Linked DNA regions of Mus musculus: regions 2, 3, 4 and 5 are each linked to region 1. Evidence: chromatin contacts called from public HiCAR-type and promoter capture Hi-C data. All regions are on one chromosome and are shown on one strand. The core of a region is the stretch at or near the end of the contact, and the rest is flanking DNA. Distances in the headings are between cores, read along the strand shown.

Region 1 (2,700 bases), core at 167-2,666:
TTTTCCTCCGGTTCTGGCCTGTCTTCCCAGTACTTTCTCTAAGTTTTCCTAACTAAACTCTCCCAAACTGCAGATTGATCACTCTGCCTCTGCTAGGCTCTAGGGAATTCTCTTTCCTAAGAGCCCCATTGTGCTCAACCTCAAGGCTTTTCCATCCATCAAGGCTGAGTCTCTGTAGCCTCCTGGTGGGCTGAGAAAGCCACTTTCTCAAAATCTCAGAAATCCATATACCATTTCAGAACAAATTCTGTCCTAACTATCATGCAGTATAATTTATTCTTTGAGAGCCTCTAACATCTTTTTGTTCCCTGTTGATTATCAATTCCTGACAGGTACAATCCATATTCACTCTCTGATCTGGGCCCCTTTTCAGCATTTTCTGATCCCAATGACTGAAGACAGAAATCTATGACCTTACAGTGGAGGTTTCTCACCATCAAAACATCACCAGGCCCTGTGAGTCCACCTGCTTAACAGACTATCCATTCCTGAACTTTCTCTCTGACATTGCTTTACCTAATGCTTGTTGCCTTCTACTTCGGCTCTTATTTGTTTCCCAACTTTCAAGCAGGATCACTTTCCATAACAAAAACTAGGTCACACTAAGGAGTTTTTAAACGTTTCAATGTCTTCTCTGAGTTAAATACAATAATATTTGCCAGAGTTAAATCCTCACTTTCAAAAAAAAAAAAAAATCCTCACTTTCTCATGAAAGCCTTAATTCCTTATACTAAGCCAAATATCGTTATTATATACCCTCCAGAACCATCAACCCTTTCTCTACATTTTCCGCATTCGTTAACACGTGTTATTCTAGTCTAGACTATCAGCTATCAAGGCGGGAACTGGTTTGTGCGACGCTTGTCCGCTGCTCAATACAATAGTCTTTCTAAATTAAGTCATGTCTTCGCTAACCGACCGCGCAAACAAAAGTACGCGAGGACAGGACAATGCTCATCTTGTCTGACAAAACCCATGCGTGCACCCCATGCCTGCAAGTATTTGGCTAATCAATACGTGCGACGCCGGGAGAAACGACAAGGAGATGGTGTGTCCCAGGCAGACTAGGCCTAAGGAAAAAGAAGTCCGGCTCATCAAGTTTTTAGTTCTGCCAGAGAGACTCTGAAGACACCAGGGCGAAATGAACTGGGAGGCGAGAACAGGAAGCCTCCACTCCGGCTCCCAGCAGCCCTGCGACCTCCCCTCCGTCTTCCCCTTCCGGTGTGGAGAAAGACCCCCCCACTCCTCCGCCCGCCTCTCTCCCTTTCTCCTATGTGCCTGAGTCTACCGATGCAAGGTCACTCACAGACGCAGTGGCTTCTGAGCCATCGGGAATGACAACCAGGGCTGGGACGGCCACCAAAGGCTAGAAACACGAACGCGCGCTCAAGGTTGGAACGCCGGGGCGCAGAAATATGACGTCACACCACTCAGCCAATAGAAATCACCTAGCTATGGGGCGTGTAGAGGGGTAAAAATCTCTCCGCGTTTATTTATTTATTTATTTATTTATTTATTTATTTATTTATTTATTTATATTTATTTATTTAAGGAAAGGTAACTGGAGTGAAAAGGATGGAGGAATTAAAATAGAAAAAAAATGTGTCTTATTTTGTTTGTTTTAGAAACATTTGGAATTATTGAACTGTGCGCCTGCGAGTTTGTATGGATCCCATGACTGCTAGCGCTCTTAAGATCTTTCCAACCCTGGCTGGGTTTTTTGTTTTTGTTTTAGTTTGTATTTGGGGGGAGGGGGACATGCTTGTGTGCATGCAGGTTCCTGTGGAAAGAATAGGAATCTTCTTCTATTGCTCCCAATCTTATTGAGTGAGATAGGGTATCATTTTAACCCAGAGTTCGTTGGATTAGACTAGTCTAGGAAGCCATATTGCCCAAAAGATCCCCTAATTCTGCTTCCTGAACGCTGGGATTCCCCGTGGGACCTGAAACTTACCTGTCTAGACTTACATGGGTACTAGGGATGCGAATTCCAGTCTTCATGATTTGTTATATGGGTGACTGAGACATCTCCCTAGCCCCTAAATTTTTTTTAACACATTGAAAGAATAGCTTCTATTCAGTGTATCGGCATGTCGCTACATTTTCTCTCTTGCTCACTTCTCCCCCAGTACCCAAACCCTGTCCTTCTCACTGAGTTATCTGAAAGCGAAGTGCAGACCTCAGTGTGCACCTCTCAAATACATAAAAATACCCTCCCTTAAGTTACCTTAATATTAGCACACTGAAAAAGAATTAAATTAATTCAGTAACAAGACCTAATGTACACAATGTTTAGTTCTCTGTAATTGATTGTATACATGGGGACTATTTTCATTCAGGGATTAAACAAATTTCACATTTTCATCGGGTCCTATCTCTAGTCTCTTTTTGCTTTGCTTTTGGTAAGTCGGTTTTTCTGAAGGGGCCAAGCCAACCAGCAACAGCCTGCTAAGGACCTGGAAAGGACTGTCCTGACAAGGAAAGAAACCCAAGTTACCAGAATCAAGTTGTTAAGAAAGAATCTCAAATCTCTAATTTTCTCACAATTTCTGCAGTGCTTTTGAGGGGGTTATTAAATCCTTTGCCTCATACATATTAATACCCCTGCTTTGTTGGTAACTTAAACCTTTTTCTTACTTTTTGGATGATACACTCCAGGAGTGGCTTTCAAGACTGAATCTTGAAGACAGATTTGCTAAT
Region 2 (2,700 bases), core at 50-2,549, 2.2 Mb before region 1:
TAATAGGCCACTGTCTGGCTAATGTTTAATGCTCATGAAGAAGTTTAATGGAAATAAACTAAGAGTCCACAGCCTGGGCAGGAGAAATTGGTCCTAACAAGTGGATACTAAAATTGGGGTAAGGAGAGACAGACATTCCTTTTTGTAATGTTGTAAGGGCCTAACGTTTGCTTCTCAGAAGGACATGAGCCTGTACACCTACACAGGAGCTTCCACACACTCTCAGCTACAGAATCAACATTTAGTAGAAGAAAAGGGATATAGAGCTGTTCTCTTGGGGCTGGCGACATGAGATGGCTCAGCAGGTAACTAACTGCTCTTCTGAAGGTCCTGAGTTCAAATCCCAGAATCACATGGTGGCTCTCAACCACCCATAATGAGATCTGATGCCCTCCTCTGGCATGTCTGAAGACATCTACAGTGGCCTTATGTATAAATACATATTTATTATTTATTATTATATAATATGTAGTTATAAATGCATATGTATATATTTATTATTGTACTATTATTTTTATAATAATAAATAATAAATTTATGGGCCAGAGCAAGCAGGGCCGACTGGAGCGAGCTGGGCCTACCAGGACGAACAGAGGTCCTAAAAAATTCAATTCCCAACAACCACAGGAAAGCTCACAACCATTTGTACAGCTACATAAAAATAAATAATAAATCTTAAAAAAAAAAAAAAAAAAAAAAAGCTGTGCTCTAACTGGCGTGATGAACCACGCCTTTAATCTAGCACTTCGGTGGCAGAGACAGGAAATCTCTGAGTTCTAGGCCTGGTCTACAGAACTTGTTCCAGGACAGTCAGGGTTACGCAGAGAGACTGTCTCAAAAAAAAAAAAAAAAAAAAAAAAAAAAAAAAAAAAAGCAACAAACTAGAAACAAAAAACAACAAAACAACCCAAAAGAACAATGTTCTGTTGAAGGGAAATAGCAACAACCCACGTTTAGGTTTATAGAGTATTTTACAAGTGAGGCTGAGACGTCTTATGACTTGTCCGAAGTACAAGTTAAAAGGAAAAGGGTGTATATTGGAATTGCGCAGGGATGGGACTGTGGCCTGGCAGGGCTGAAGAACTGGTCAGAGGATAGTTGATCATCCCTAAAGAGGAAGCGCGGCGTGTCCAGTCGGCGCCTGGAGCTCAAGCTCGCAACCAGCACCCTCCGCGCTCCTTGCTTACGTGCGCTCCGTGACTGCCGGGTAGCACGCGGGTACCGCTACGTACAACGCATGCGCACTGCCGCCGCGGTGCACTACACCCCCCCCTTAGCAGGCCGCAGAACTTGCCTGAGGCGCATGCGCACACGGGGCGGGCGGCGGTCTGTCGAGCGAGTGGAAAGATTTCGGGGAGAAAGTGCGCGGAAGCGGGGCGGGAGACTGTAAGTGCGCAGGCGCGACCGGGGCGGGGGGCGGGCTGCGAAGAGAATCTCGGCGATCCTCAGTTGCTGCTGCATCCTCTGCCCGTCGCCATGGCTGCCTACAAGCTGGTGCTGATCCGGCATGGCGAGAGCGCCTGGAACCTGGAGAACCGCTTCAGCGGCTGGTACGACGCCGACCTGAGCCCGGCGGGCCACGAGGAGGCGAAGCGCGGCGGGCAGGCGTTGCGAGGTACGAGCGGGACGAGCGCTGTGTGGCGTACTGGGCCAGCACCGGCCTAGGGGTCGCCTGAGCCCCCGGGCCCTCTCGAGAGGCGGGCACTTCGGTCGGCCTCTGCAGTTGAATTTTCATCTGGGGAGGTGAACGCAGGGTGGGGAACCCGCTTGTCAAGGTCACCCCGTTAAGTCTGAGAGTCTGTGCCAGAAAGAGGGCACAGCCGCCGCTAGGCTAAAATCTGTTCTTCCGGTCCGAGCAGCCCCACCTGTGGCGCCCAGGACCCTTTAGGGTACCACGAGGGCCTAGGGCGCCTGGCGGACGATTCCCCGTGACATCAGTGGCTGTACCGGAGTATACTTGAGGCGCCTGCCCATCATGGCGAAGCGGCAGGTCACGGGCTCGCCCTGGGTAGTGGGGGGGTGTTAGGTGGGGATGTCTAATGGCCTTTGAGACAACCTGGAAACCGCGTGCTTCGGAGAGCTTTGTAGCACAGCAGCAAACCACAAAACCGAATCCAGGAATGTGAGTGGGTGATTTCAGTTGATGCTCTCTCCAGCCCTATGAAGCAGGCAGATCTAATTTCCCTCCTTTTTACCTCTCTCCGTCCTCTTGTTATAGTTTAGAAAAGTGACTGGAAAGATTTGTCCAAGGTCATACAAAACTTAGTTCTAATCCAGTGTCCTTGCCCCATTTCTGGGTGGAGTAACAAGTAAGTGTGAGGAACTGGCGGGCCCTTGGCCAAGGACAGAGGCAGAGCAAAGGGTGAAAGCGTCCAGGAGATAAGCTCGCCTTTGCCTATCCATGCTGGGTGCCCCGCACCACCCACAGTTCTCTGTGATTTTGGAATGCTAATAAGAAAGCAAGGCCTCCCCGCTCCCTGTAGTGAAGAGGCACTTCTCTTGGTGATTAGGGCACATCCTAACTTGGACACGGCAGTAGCTGTGTAAAAGGGTTGCTCATGCCTACCTGAAGTGATCTTGTGTCTTGGTTGCCCTCCCTAGCTTCTTGTACACCCTTTTCAGATGAGGGAAGATTTTGAATACGAATTCCTGAGGCAAGGAAACATTGCTTTTTGAGATGCATGGCCTATGTAGGAGAGG
Region 3 (2,700 bases), core at 89-2,588, 2.3 Mb before region 1:
TTTTAAGTTCTCTCTCTCTCTCTCTCTCTCTCTCTCTCTGTGTGTGTGTGTGTGTGTGTGTGTGTGTGTAATAGAAACTAGGCCACAGAGTTCTGTGTATCAGGCTGGCCTCAAATTTGCTATTTGGCCAGGAATAATTTTGAACTTGTGATCCTCCTGCCTCTGCCTTCCTAGTGTTGGGATTACAGATGTGTGTCACCACCCAGGGGTCTGTTGAAGTCCATTTGAAAATGATCATCATCAGCCAGGCGTGGTGAGTTCCAAGACAGGCAGGGCTATACAGAGAAACCCTGTCTTGAAAACAAAGAAAGAAAGAAAGAAAGAAAGAAAGAAAGAAAGAAAGAAAGAAAGAAAGCGGTCATCAAATTACTGTTCGCTCAGAAGGAAAGCATTCCTGCCATGTGCAAGGCCCTGGATGTAATCCCCAACCCTTCCAAAAAAAATCATTAAATAAACACACTTGACCTAGTGGTTCCCAACCTGTAAGCAAGAGGATAAAGAGTTCAAGGTTATCCTCAGCTACACAGCCAATCCAAGAGCATACTCAAGGCCCTTTCACAAAATAAATAAATATTAAAAAAAAAAACTAATAAAGGTTTGGTTAACCATTAATTCAACAATGCTATCTGGAACAGTTAAGATGGCCGAGGCTCTGTTTTCATATAACCAGCTCACCACTGCTACCCTTTCTAGATGACTAGTCTTCATTTGACTACTGAATTTCGTTAACACGCATTCACTTGCCATATTACAGTTCCTTGCAAAGAGCCAGTAGTCAACGCAGCCCCTAAATGCCCTGGAACCCAAGCCAAAAAACCACGAAATCTGTGGCCGGTTTGCGTTCCAGCTCAGCCATCCACATCAGACAAGGTCTCCATCCTCCTTTCCATCTTTGGCAACAACCTTTTCCTAATCGTCACTCCGAGTCCAAACCTCACTCCCTCTCCTTTCCAGCCTCCTCTGACTCTGTCACCCAAACCTTTAAAAAAAAAAAAAAAAAAAAAAAAAAAAAAAAAAAAAAAAAAAAAAAAGCCACCGCCTAAACCAAACCACTTGACGTGCTGAGGGGAGTGTGTGGAGGTGTAAGTGTGTGGAAGTGACTGTGTGTGGAAGAAACCAATCGAGTCCCCCAAGGTGTCCATCTTGTGGAATGCCAATTAGGCCCGGCTGAGCGAACCAGAATCAACTTCCCAGTGCATCCCCGCACACAGTAGGCACGCCGATGAGGCTCGGGGGCAGCCAGGCTCTACTCTGTGCCCTGGCCCTACAGGCTCACTACTGCCAAGGAGACAGCACCCCCCGGCCGCGCACGGTGGTAGGAGCCACGCGACGTCACCCATTGTTTACAAATCAACCCAAGCCGGCAGCGTTCCGGCTCCCGCGGCTCTAAGGCGCGCGGTGCCACTGCCCGGTGGTCCCTGCCTAGCCCGGCTTGGGCCTCCGCCTCGCTCCCGCCCCAGCCGCGGCTCGCCGAGCCCGCGGCCAACCGAGCTGCCAGCGACGCCCGCACAGCCGCGGGGGCCCGGGCGGGGGGCCATGCCTTGCCGGAGGGAGGAGGAGGAGGAAGCCGGCGACGAGGCGGAGGGGGAGGAGGACGACGACAGCTTCCTCCTGCTGCAGCAGTCGGTGACTCTGGGTGGCTCGACCGACGTGGACCAGCTCATCGTCCAGATCGGCGAGACGCTGCAGCTGGACGCAGCGCACGATCGCCCGGCCTCGCCGTGTGCCGCCCCGGGTCCCCCGCCCCCGCAGGTCCTGGCGGCGCTGCCGGCGGACAAGACCGGGACCCCAGCTAGGAGGCTGCTGCGGCCGACGGGGTCAGCGGAGACCGGGAACCCTGCGCCCCCGGGGGCCGTGCGCTGCGTGCTAGGGGAGCGCGGGCGCGTGCGGGGACGGTCGGCGCCCTACTGCGTGGCGGAGATCTCCCCCGGCGCCAGCGCGCTGCCCCAGCAGCCGGGCCTTGACGGACCCCCGGGGACCGGCAAACTAAGCACCCCGCAGCCACTGTCGGGCCCGTGCCGCCGGGGTTGGCTCCGGAACGCAGCCGCGTCCCGCCGCTTGCAACAGCGACGCGGATCTCAGCCGGAGACCCGCACTGGCGACGACGACGACCCGCACCGGCTCCTGCAGCAGCTCGTGCTCTCGGGAAACCTCATCAAGGAGGCGGTGCGCAGACTTCATTCGCGACAGCTACAGTTACACGCAAAGCTTCCCGCACACCCGTTCCTCGGGCCTCTGTCAGCCCCAGTGCATGAGCCGCCTTCGCCCGGGAGCCCTCGCGCGGCCTGCAGCGACCCTGGCGCTTTCATGGGGAGGGCGCAGCTCAGAACTGGGGACGACCTTCTTGTCCCTGGCAGCTAACAACCTAAGTGGCCACAGCACCAGCCTGTAGCCGGGGACCAAGGGATTTACCCAGGGCTTCACCCAGCCGGAGCTGGTGGTGGACTCGAGCATTATTTGGAAACGGGAAAATAAGCTAAGGAAGACAGCCGAAATATCGCAGATATTTTCATGGGTAACTGAAATTGAAAGCCCCGAACTGTTTGAAACCCAGGACTTAGGTTTGTTTAAAGCAGAATCTACAGAGCGCACCGCAGGCTGTCAGCAGGGCTCCTTTTTTTTTTTTTTTTTTTTTTTTTTTTGGCGTGATTCAACCTGGTCGCTGCAATTCCACGCAGACTCTCCTGGCCAAGCGGGGAC
Region 4 (2,774 bases), core at 116-2,615, 2.1 Mb before region 1:
CCTGTTTCACAGCACGCCAGCCAGCCGGAGCCCAGAGCTTCTGCTGGCTTGGCTGCAGATGGGCACAGCAGAGCATCCAACTGATGCTCCTCCTGGGGGCCCTAGTCTCATCCAACCTCGCTGTGTTCTGTGGGTCCTGAAAAAGGCCACTTCACCTCTGAACACAGTTTGCTTTCCTTTAATGGAGAGATGGTGCCTCCCACCCTGCCTCCTGCAGCAGTTGCTGGGACAATTATGTGTCTGTGTGTGTGTGTGTGTGTGTGTGTGTGTGTGTGTTGGGGGGCGGTCCAGATAGGAAAAGTGAAGGAGCACCCACAGAGGGCAGCATAGCCATGTGGCAACCACCCCACAGGGCCCACATGGGATGCTGTGTCAGAGCGTGGGATGACAAGCTTCCAGAAATGTGCGAGCCAGAGACAGACAGGGCTGTCTCCTCCTGTTTCTTCTGCAGGACTGTGTACATCACCAGAGGGGAATCTCGGGTGCCACTTGCAGTTGTAGAAGTATGGAACATTTGTAGTCCACTGGCAGATTAAACCTAGCTCATAATGACCTCGGGCTCCAGGCTGGGAGTCCCAGGCGAGGAGCTCAAGTGCAGGTCTGCCTTTCCTCTGTGTATTCTCTGTTCTCGGGGAGTGTGACCAGCTCCGCCCACGGCAGTCTGGCATCGCCTAGTACTCGTGAGATGGCCTTAGCTCTGAACTCTGACTTCCTGAGCTCTTAAAACAACACTAGGTTCTGCTGAGGACTCCAGGAAGATGAAACAAACAGATGGACAGGTTCTGTTCATGGCTAATGGACACGCCATGCAGCATAGCCGTGTTTCCCTAGGGCCCATGGGACCCATAGCAGCCACCAGAGGGCAGCAGCCGTTCCAGCTCTTGCTTGGAGAAGGTCTCGGATGCCCACAGGTCTGCTGGGGCTCATACTTGGTTTTTCAGGCTCCCCTGCCTGGCACAAGCTAGACAGCATTTCTGGGCATCCAGCAGGTGGCACTCCAGCCAGACCAATGGCAGCATGTAGGTCCTTTGCAGCCCGTTCACCCTGGCTAAGACTTAGCCAGTTCCCAGCACTGAGGACACACTGGACAGGCCTCTTTCCCGCAGCTGTCCTTCGGGGCGGTGTGCCTTCTGGCTCTGGTAGGCCAGAGGTTAGGGGAGGGGCAAGTTCCCTGGCCTGGACAGTGGCTTCCCATGCTCCCTGGGGCTGTCCGAGGTGAAGGTGACAGGTGGGGGAGGCAGGTGGAGAGTTGAGCTAGTAAGCTCATGACAGATGGAGAAACGAGCCTGTGAGCTAATGACAAAGGCGCCCAGTGGGCGGGGTGGGTGCTTGGGCCTATAAAGACCCCATGCCCTGTGGCTTGCAGAAACAGTCATGGAGGGTACCATGGAGGGGCCCGAGGCGGTGCAGAGAGCCACAGAGCTCATCGAGCAGCGGCTTGCCCAGGAGGAAGAGACTGAGGTGGGAGCTGAGGTGAAGGGTGTCGGGGAGGGAGGGAGGGGGGCCTCAGGGTTAACGGTTGGTCCATCTGTGCTGTCATGAGAAGGGAAAGTCGGCTGCTACCTGGGTCCAGACAACATGCTACTTCCCAGGGCCCAAGCGGGATGTTCCTAACATGGTTGTGGGTGGTGGGAGATGGGGCTTCAGCCCCGCAAACAGGCACTTGGAGGGGGCAGGCCTTCCCGAGACCCTGCCCACTCACCTGGGCTTCAAGAGATAGACTGGACTGGACAGAGAAGACAGATGAGTATTCTCTGGGAAAACCAGAAAGGTAAGGTCCTGACACACACACACACACACACACACACACACAGAATGTCCCCTGGATGCCAGGGCTGGTTGCTGCGGGAGAGCAAACTGACAGGAGTCAGGAAAGGAGATGGGGAAGGGCAGCTGGGACTTAGCCAGGACTGTTGGCAGAGGCCTAATGCACACACGGGTACGTTTTCTCTTGGCTAAGTTAAGTGGGGCTGGACTACTGACTGGTCCTGCTCTACATCTTATTCAAAAACAGTTGAGCCAGGTGTGGTGGTACAATCCTATAATCTCAGAGGTGGAGCCAGCCTGGGCTACATGGTGAGATTACCCCCCCCTGGGGTGGGGGTAGAGGACCAGGAGCCTAGAGTCCAGTGCGTAGGGCGAAGGTGGGCACTAATTGTAACCTTTTATTTGTATCATCAACTAAGAAGAAGGCAGAGGGCAGAAACGGGCGTATGGAAAATGGAGAGTAGTGATGAATGGGTGGGTGAGCCCTTCTGGTCCTCTGGGACTACTCTGGTCAGGATGGAGTGTGAGCTGGACCTTTGGGATTAAGAAGTGTGGTCGGGATGTGGGGAGAGGTACTTGAGGCTAAACAGCAGATAGATAAAAGTGGTCATGAAAATGTGTGACAGACACCAAGAGCTGGGGCTAGAAAGAGGGCCAAGGACAAACCAGAGAAGACCAGGTAAGAGGTGCAGGCTCCGTGAGCAGTGAGGACCACTGACTGTTAAGAGTGCTGTGCCACTGTCTGACCTGTTATAGAGCCGGTTCTGATGTTGCTGATGTTATTAGAGGGGGAAGGGGGAGCCTATCGGAACTCAGAGGCCCCCATCATTTAAGAGAAGTGATGAGCTCAGATTTATCAAGGGGAGTGTGGACAGCAGCCGAGCATCCCAGGAATCTCGCTCCTCCCTCCCCCGAGAGCGTGTGCCCATGGCTGCTGCTGCTGGACAGGAACGTCATCTGCTTGTCATCTCTGGAGTGTGGCCACAAGACACTGGAAGCTTCTGTGA
Region 5 (2,759 bases), core at 87-2,586, 2.3 Mb before region 1:
ATAAGCCTCACAAGAACCCCCAGACTAATCCCCTGCAATATGCAATTGACAAGTACACGGGTAGCTGAAACGAGACTGGGAGTTCCAGTCCAGCCGAGGTACTTAGCAAGAACCTGTCTCAGTAACGACAATAGAGGGTTTCAGATTCAGAGAAAACTGTGTTGGTCAGATAGTTAACAGTTTCAAATTTTACATTCAGTTGACAGCAGCCTCAAGGAAGAATTCTAAGTCCTCTTGCTGTAGAACAGTATTTCATTTGTCCTCATTTTCATTACAATTCAGGATTTTCGAGTCGGAGGAGAGATAATCTAATGACATTTATCAACCCACGGGCACAGTTCCCGGGAGAAATAAAAGGTCAAAGAGTGGAAAACTCCTCCATACAAAACAGTAACAATACCCACACAAGCCCATCAGGGCTCAGGAAAAATCAGGCTCACAAACTCGGTTTCCCAAAATTCTTGGTTCTTCTGTTCTGTACTAACTCCGTACCAAAGCATAGCATTGATCATACTCTCTGACAATGTAAGTAATCTCATTCTATTGGAGTGTGTCAGACTCCAAATATTTGTTTGTAATCGGTTAAGAAAGGCTCGACTTTATGACAGGGACAGTACTCGTTCCAGAAAGAAGAAATGAGATCACAATTTCAAGGAAACATAAAAATCTATCGTATTTTGAAGTGTTTGCCAGGATGGGTGCTATGCGCTTTAAATAGGTTGTGTCATCCCGTCCAGGTTCTGAAATAAGTATCGTTATGTTTATTTACAGAAGAAGGCTGAAGCCGAGAAAGGTCAGCCAGCTTAGGGGACAAAAATCCCTTTTAACCATCACTCAAGTCGCGGCTCTGAGTAAAGCGCAGAGGCTGTCACGAAGGACATTTAAAGCTCCCGGGGCGTTGTGGGATTCTCTAAACCGCTCTGGGCTTCAGTTGCCACTCAAAACGCTCGGCGCCAGGGCAGACACCATGACCGTGGCCCGGGGGTCTGCAGCCAGAGCGTCGGGAGGGCTCCACACACGGCCGTGGGACTCGCGGAGAGCAGCGCAGCGGGAAGCACGGACCGCAAAGACCCGCCTCAGCCCCCGCAGGCGCGTCGGCGTAGACACCACGGGAGAGAGGAACAAAGCCCGGGCCTGTGGACCACGGTGACTCAAGGGCAGGGCGGCGACATCGCTAGCCCACAGTCCCGTCTCCTAGGCAGCAGGACGGAAAACTTGGCTCACCTCCGGCCAGAGTCGCAGACCGGCGCCTCCCCTCCACTCGGCGCCTCAGCCGCCATCTTCCGCGGCAGCTTGGTCTGCAGCCCCGCCTCAGGCACCGCCCCTTAGCCCTTAGATTGGCTAGGATGGTTTTCTAAGTCCTGTACGATTGGACGAACCTATGGCCCCGCCTAAATAAGAACCGTTCCATGCTACTATTGGTCTATTCAAATATCTAACTGTCATTGGTAGCACAGAACCAACGAAAGGGCAGGAGAAACACCTGCCCGAGGCCTACCGGGAGATGTAGTTTCTCGTTTTGATTAACCCATGTAGTTCCGCGGATCAAGTCACAAATTCCTGGCTGCGCTCCCCTCCCCGCTAGGTAAATCTCTGAGTTACAAAACTGTCGGTTTTTAAAGTCACTTGAAGAGAAAAGGTTCTTGAGGCCCTGCCCATCCCCCAGTTCGGTAGGCAGTTAACGGTTGCTAGGGAAAAGGGCTCATCACCCCTCACTCACTTAAACCCCCATTCACCCCACCCCCAAGATCCATAGGCTTAGTAAAAGGGAAGAAAAGGCATTTTCTTCAATGGTATATAATCAGTGGTAAATTGCATACGTTCCTGTAAGCTACCCTAAGTAAACTCTTGTGTGTGTATATATGTATGTGTGTATGTATGTATGTATTTATGTATGAATGTATGTATGTGTGTGTGTATGTATGCAGGGGCTGATCTTCAGGGTACATATTTGGGGGAGGGGGAAAGTCAGTATAAAGACACCAAAAGCACTGGCTAGAATAGAGAGGCAAATTTTGGGTCATCCAAACAAGCCTCCTTGGGTGACTTCAGGCCAACAAGAAAATGTGACTAAGCCAGGCAGTGGTGGCGTATACCTTTAATCCCAGCACTTGGGAGGCAGAGGCAGGTGGAAAAAAAAAAAAAAAAAAAAAAAACATGGTATTGATATATGAAATTCACAATTAACAATAAGGGGCAGCTAGAGATGGTTCCGTGGTTCTAAGAACACTTGCTGCTTTTCCTGAAGACTAGAGTTTGATTCCCTGCATTGAAAGGTTCACAAGGGCCAGACAGTGAGTCCAGTTCCAAAGGACTGATTGCCTTCCTATAGCCTCCAGAGCTGGCCTCCGGGGCACATGCGCACAGATGCACAGAGACACATAAAATCTTTTCTAAAAGCAAAAAATATAGATGGTAGAGAGTAAAAAGTGAAGGGAAAGAACATTGTGACCCTGACTTGACCCCCAGACCAGGCAACCTTGACCCTATCTTGACCCCAAGCTCAAAATCAGGGCCAAGAAACAGAATCCCACCAATCCCTGAGCACAAAATTCCCACCAACCCCTAGAATTGCCCCAAAATCAGGCCACAAAAATCCCACCACTCCCTCCCTGGACACCCTGGAAAGCTCTGTCTTCATCGCCTGTCCCGCCCCACCAAGAAACCCTATACAAAACCCGCTGAGCTTCTGCCGCTTTTCACCCCAGCAGAGGCCGCCACCCTCCGCGGGTTTCCCCTTGCAGTAAGTTTCCTGTGTG

The links. HiCAR-type assays count read pairs that join an accessible place to other places. Capture Hi-C pulls out chosen DNA fragments and counts their contacts.
Region 2: a contact with region 1 is called in a HiCAR-type map of astrocytes, with 4 times the contacts expected there. The contact joins the promoter of Pgam1 here to the promoter of Cwf19l1 in region 1.
Region 3: a promoter capture Hi-C map of liver shows a contact between it and region 1, with 2.6 times the contacts expected there. The contact joins the promoter of Frat1 here to the promoter of Cwf19l1 in region 1. A contact is called at or near these places in 1 of 39 promoter capture datasets (liver) and 1 of 9 other capture datasets (liver).
Region 4: a contact with region 1 is called in a promoter capture Hi-C map of pancreatic islet. The contact joins the promoter of Ankrd2 here to the promoter of Cwf19l1 in region 1. A contact is called at or near these places in 2 of 39 promoter capture datasets (cranial neural crest and embryonic stem cells) and 1 of 9 other capture datasets (pancreatic islet).
Region 5: a HiCAR-type map of astrocytes shows a contact between it and region 1, with 5 times the contacts expected there. The contact joins the promoter of Arhgap19 here to the promoter of Cwf19l1 in region 1. A contact is called at or near these places in 1 of 39 promoter capture datasets (embryonic stem cells) and 1 of 115 datasets of contacts at active chromatin or transcription factors (astrocytes).

The regions. Positions count from the first base shown.
Region 1 is chr19:44,134,460-44,137,159 of GRCm38.p6, forward strand. Cwf19l1 (CWF19-like 1, cell cycle control (S. pombe)) reads right to left here and starts at 1,417. Exons shown (of 14, transcript NM_001081077.1): 1 at 1,307-1,417. The coding sequence starts at 1,329.
Region 2 is chr19:41,910,572-41,913,271 of GRCm38.p6, forward strand. It overlaps Pgam1 (phosphoglycerate mutase 1), which reads left to right and starts at 1,300. Exons shown (of 4, transcript NM_023418.2): 1 at 1,300-1,615. The coding sequence starts at 1,477.
Region 3 is chr19:41,828,632-41,831,331 of GRCm38.p6, forward strand. Frat1 (frequently rearranged in advanced T cell lymphomas) reads left to right here and starts at 1,339. Exons shown (of 1, transcript NM_008043.3): 1 at 1,339-2,700. The coding sequence starts at 1,537. The coding sequence ends at 2,361.
Region 4 is chr19:42,034,662-42,037,435 of GRCm38.p6, forward strand. It overlaps Ankrd2 (ankyrin repeat domain 2 (stretch responsive muscle)), which reads left to right and starts at 1,366. Exons shown (of 9, transcript NM_020033.2): 1 at 1,366-1,461. The coding sequence starts at 1,375.
Region 5 is chr19:41,800,748-41,803,506 of GRCm38.p6, forward strand. Arhgap19 (Rho GTPase activating protein 19) reads right to left here and starts at 1,337. Exons shown (of 12, transcript NM_027667.3): 1 at 1,225-1,337. The coding sequence starts at 1,280.